Regions from separate parts of the Oncorhynchus mykiss genome. Here region 1 is linked to region 2. A link is a contact called in public Hi-C data. All regions are on one chromosome and are shown on one strand. Each heading gives the region's core, a stretch centred on a gene start, on an enhancer-like site or on the middle of the called end of the contact. The rest is flanking DNA. Distances are from core to core; before and after follow the strand shown. Region 1 overlaps LOC110522155 (probable ribonuclease ZC3H12D). Region 2 holds the start of LOC110522153 (TGF-beta-activated kinase 1 and MAP3K7-binding protein 2).

The links. Hi-C and Micro-C count contacts between places; a contact is called where the count stands out from the background.
Region 1: a Hi-C map of blood shows a contact between it and region 2, with 5 times the contacts expected there. The contact joins the enhancer-like site here to the promoter of LOC110522153 in region 2. A contact is called at or near these places in 2 of 3 Hi-C or Micro-C datasets (blood and liver).

The regions. Positions count from the first base shown.
Region 1 is chr4:14,924,856-14,927,555 of USDA_OmykA_1.1, forward strand. LOC110522155 (probable ribonuclease ZC3H12D) reads right to left here. Exons shown (of 6, transcript XM_021600305.2): 2 at 818-1,366. The coding sequence starts at 1,140. Among protein-coding and RNA genes, the nearest start is that of LOC110522155, 13 kb to the right of the region's middle. Within about 2 kb of position 1,451, at least 4 of the 11 cell types and tissues checked have an H3K27ac peak or open chromatin away from gene starts, as enhancers often do.
Region 2 is chr4:14,847,235-14,849,934 of USDA_OmykA_1.1, forward strand. It overlaps LOC110522153 (TGF-beta-activated kinase 1 and MAP3K7-binding protein 2), which reads left to right and starts at 1,303. Exons shown (of 7, transcript XR_002473262.2): 1 at 1,303-1,631.

The DNA of each region.
Region 1 (2,700 bases), core at 201-2,700, 78 kb after region 2:
AGATATCTGCCAAAGGGGTGAGTATGAGAGGAGTGACTGTGCCTTAGAAGTAGAAACCTTCAAAAGTTCAGCGACAGTCCCCCACAAAAAGCAGATCTAATTCAAGACGAGTGATCGGTGTCAGAAAGAAAATCTCTGATTTATGAGAAGTGAACATTGTTGTTTTGTTCCTCTCAGTTTCTGCTATAGTTTCATCCCCTCCCTCCCATCACCTGTTGATTATCTCAGAGTATTTTTTAACTATTTTTTTCTCTCACTATTGTTATAGCATATCTGATGCTATTGATCGATAGCCAATTGCCATTGCATCTGAATACGAGTTATTTATGTTGAAGGCAAAGGTCATCCTCTCATACACCTGTGGTCACCTGCCAGCCACCGCAGATTCTTCTGAAATTCACCTCAAAGCATCGCCCACTCCCACTTCCCTCTCTATTAATGAGGAAGGGTGAGATGAGTTGGTCTGTGAAGTGAAACTGGAGTGGATATAGCATTCAGTTACTGGCACGCAATGGTAACACCGTTATTTATACCTCAGTGGGTAACATCTGCCCAGAATAGGACAAATCAGGTAGCCACATAGAGTAAAAATGAAAGGAACATTGATGTACTACTTCACATGCTCTCTATGGGGGCAATGTACCGTGACAATACAGGTACTGTCCGTGACCAGATAAATCCCTATGTGCTGTTGTGTTTTTTTTCTCATTAGTACTTACATTACCATCATTTGTGCCAGCATTTCATCCAGTACTCTGTCTTTATCCATCTAATGCTACAATCCCTATAGTCCTAAATGGAGGATCAGTAAACTCACCTCATGGCCACATTGCTCCCATCAATGACCACTGGTCTGAATCCCCCAGTGGGATCCCTGTCTGTAGCTGAGCTGGGCCGCAGGGGCTGGCTGGGCTGGGGAGAGCTGCAGCCTCGGGGGATCAGCTGTGGGCTGGAGTAGGCTGAGCGGCTGGCTAGTATGGATGGGGTGGTGGTAGTGGGGGTCTGGCAGGTCTTGATCAGCTCCTCCAGTATGTCGTTGGTCTGGGCGTCATGGCGCAGGCTCTCCAACACGCGCACAATGTCACTGTGGGAGTAGCCCAGCTTGAGGAAGCGCTCCACTTTTCCATGCTGCTGGTCCATGCTGCTGGTCCTCAGCTCAGTTAGGCTTCCTCCCTCAGTTCTGTCAGTGTCTCTAAGTAGTCTAGGTGTCCTCCTTCCAGGCTCCTGGCAGGGCTCTGTCTGTCGGGGAATCCTCCTCGCCTCCCTTTTCTATCATTTCATCATGGTTTCCACAGCAACAGTGTCAGTTTTGGAAGATTTGACAGGTGCAGAAGAGGCAAGGGTTGAGGTGAGGCATTCTCTGGTTCTGTAAACACAGGAAGTATCATGGTGGAGTCACAGGGACTTTTAGACACTTTGAATGTGGTTAGACTGGCAGCGATAGAATTGGCTGCTTGCGCTGCCACAGCCTCATGATCACGCACGCACGTCATAAGAGGTCGAGAAAGCCCCTGTAGTCTCAGGCCAACTTAAATAAAGCCCTGCTCTAATGCTTTCATTTGGTGTCTGATACCAGTGGTGTCCGTTGTCATAACAAATATACACCACTGGAATCGTTGAGGATGTTGGTCTCGAAACAGAAATGTTTTAGGATATTTTTTTTGCAAAAACTTGAACACCAACCCAGTCAGACATCTTCTAAAGATAATCTGGAAAACCCCAATAATTATTTTACAAAGTGACTGCACTAATGACTGGGAGGGTGAAAGTGACATGCATTCCATACGGGTTCAGCCCACCCTTTACCTTCTATTCTGGTTCCGGAATGTGCTTAACTAGCAAGAAGTTGTCAACAAAACTAAGATAACGTGTATTTTACACAGATCGTAGACAGTGAACAGTTACACTTGTATGCACAAATTGTGAAATGCCATCCACCCCCATCATTTGTTCCTTCATAGCACCCTTTCTTCCTGATTTGCATTCGACTTTGAACGGCAGTGGTGTCATCGGTTTGATAAGAGACTTGGATAAAGAGGAAGTAAATGTCAGGCTAAGACGAACATCGCCATGTTTTAGTATAAACTCGAACGAAGAAGCATACCATGCCAGTTAGTCATCTACATGCAGAACAAGTTGAAGATCAATTTACATTAAGGTACCCTACACCCCCATGTTCATTTGCATGTGAGAACAGTGTTTATGATCTTATACCTCTTCACAGCTTGAACAATCTACATGTAACCACATCCCCTCACACCACTTCATCTCAAGCCAGAGATGAATCATTCTGCACCAGACTAGACACACGCCGACTTTATTTTTTACATTTTATTTCAACTTTATTTAACCAGGTAGGCCAGTTGAGAACAAGCTCTCGTTTACAACTGCGACCTGTCCAAGATAAAGCAAAGCAGTGCGACCAAAAACAACAGCACAGAGTTACACATAAACAAACGTGCAGTAAATAACACAAAATAAAAGAAAAATTGGGGGGAAAAATGAAAAATCTATGTACAGTGTGTGAAAATGTAGAGGAGTAGGGAGGTAGGCAATAAATAGGCCTTAGAGGCGAAAATAATAACAATTTTGCATTAATACTAGAGTGATAGATGTGTAGATGATGATGTGCAAGTAGAGATACTGGGGTGCAAAAGAGCAAGAGGGTAAGTAATACTATCGGGATGAGGTAGTTGGGTG
Region 2 (2,700 bases), core at 53-2,552:
TACTTTTTCTCCCAAAAGTATTGGCACCCCTGTTTTTATGCACCCTTCCCTTGCAAGAATAACAACATTGTGTTTTTCTATAATGTTTAATGAGATTGGAGAGCACATTGGGATGGCTCTTAGACCATTCCTCCAACAGAACCTTTCCAGATCCTCCAGTCTGTGCTTATGGACTGCCCTCTTCATTTCAAACCGCAGGTTTTCAATGTGGCTCAAGTCTGGAGATTGAGATGGCCATTGCAAAATGTTGATTTTGTGCTTGGTCTCATTGTCTTGTTGGAAGATGCATTTGTGGCCAAGTTTCATCCTCCTGGCGGAGGCAACTAGGTTTTTTGGCTAAAAAGTCTTGGTACTTGGTAGAGTTCATGATGCCGTTGACCTTAACAAGGGCCCTAGGATCAGTGGAAGCAAAACAGCCCCATAACGTTAAATATCCACCACCATATTTTACAGTAGGTGGGTCATTCCACAAGTCCCTTTTGTGTCCCTTTGATATTTTATTTAGAAATTGTGCACCAATATTGAATTTTAAAAGCATGTTATATTAATTGAAGTGCCCTTTAATATAGAACACATGGACATTTTAATACATCTGATTTTTAATATGAATTAAGACTTGCTAAAGTGCCAAAATTCTGCATTTTTACATGTTCCTCTGTGCAGTCTCTGTGATTTCTCTGAAGATTTTAACCCACTTAACCCTAACATTTCTCTAAGTTTTCTATAGCCCTAGTTATTTTTGTTGCTTTGACCAAAAGATAGAATGTTAATGCACATTGGTTTGGTGGCCATGAGGCCTTCTGTTGTTTTATTTTATTTATAATAATATTTAGGGTTGCTGCTAGGAAACGATTAACCAGCCTGCTAATATTCTTATATTGAGATGCATGGGGCTGCCAAACTATTCCATAACAGTGCCAATAACTTATTACTTGTGGAAAAAAATCTATTACTATGAGCAATTCTAGTAATATAATATATACTTTTTTTAATATATATTTTTCTTATCTTTATCAAGGGTGCAGTCACCTACAATAATTGTCAATCATTTTGTAGGTGACTGGAACTATTGTAACCTAACTTTCTCAGTAGTTGAGATTACTAGACATAGACCTAACAAGCACCCTCTACCACCCCACCTGTATTTCTTCCACACGCCTGTTGACAGTTTCCCTTCAAATAATATTACCGGTTACCACAAACGTTTCATTCTGTCTGCTAAATGCTTTGTAGAAGCAGACGCAATCATACTTCCTCTCCCCTAAAAAAAACTTTCCCCTAGGAGAAAAAAATAGTCTCGCGATAGGCGCTCGCATATGCAGCCGCCATATTCTGTGACAGTATTTTGATTGGTGTCTGTTGGACGTAAGAAAAGAAAAGAGAAAATAAAGTGGGAGTAGAGGGGGTAAAGAAGAAGAGCTGTCAAAATAATTCCCGTGTCTCTGAAACAGCGGGGGGCTGTAGTAACCCCCCACTCGAGTCAAAACAGAGAAGTCCAGAGTGCCGTAGAAACTCCGTTCACGAAGTCCCCCCCCCCTCCCTCCGCTCTTCTTTCAGCACCACGGCCCTGTGGAGATTCGGTGGCTGTGTCTCGGGTGTTGAAGGTGGCCCGGGGAGCGGCGGCGGAGACGGTAAGCGAATGCCTCAGAATAGGCCCAGAAGTTGTTTGAAGTTATAGTTTAGTTAATGTAGATGAAAATTCGGTCTAACCTTCCCGACTAACATGCTCGAAATACGTGTGCGACTCCACATCCCTCTGGTAAAAAGAAAACGCAGAAAAAACGTTCTGGCTGTCGGCTTTTCAAGTGTGAAAAAGTGTTTGACTGCAACTGGTGTAGGCAATCTCGCGAGCTATTTAGTCTATGTGCGATTTGTTGTGTCCAGCATGAATGTGTTATTACATTTGTAATAATATTTAGCTGTGTACATTTCATTTATAGTTCCACCGTACATTTTAAAGCTGACGTGCATGTTTTGTAGCTTATAGGCTACACTGTAGCTACATTTTCCATTGAGTTTTCTTGAAAAACCTCGTCATCCATGGTGTTCTGAGAGCACATACGCCAATATGATTATATCAAGTGTTGTAACTTCAAAGAACCTTGAAATAGTTTTACGCTTGTCAAAAAGTTAGTTAGCTTGGTAACTAACATAGCAGCTCGCAAGTCGCGATAGTTTTGCTGGTCATTTACGGTGACGTTCGATGCTTCGAAAAAGTAACACTTTGTGTTACAATTTGGTCCCAGCATCTAACGTTAAACGTGTTACACACAAAACACTGCTTTGCGATTATGATGGACTGTCTTTCCTTTCGTTGCATTGATGGGCCTTCTCCAAATATTGCCTAGAGACGGATTAACTAGGAGTACCGAATGGCATAGCACAGGCCCAACCTATAATAAGTAGGTTAATCGAAAGTCTCCTGTAGACTAGCCTACATTATATGAATTGTATTGATGCACGAATCGAATTACCTTGATGAGTCAAACGCAATTCAACTAAAAGTAGCCTGTCCTGTACTCTCACCTTCCCTTCTATAGAATGGAAATGAACTAGTTTTTTTTTTACACATTCTCTCTATTCGACTATATGTTAATGTGTATGTTATTCTATTGGATTTATATTTATTTGTTTGATATAGATCATTTTAGTGAATGTTAGTTAGTTTGATCATCTGAGCAGACTTGACCTAGCTATACA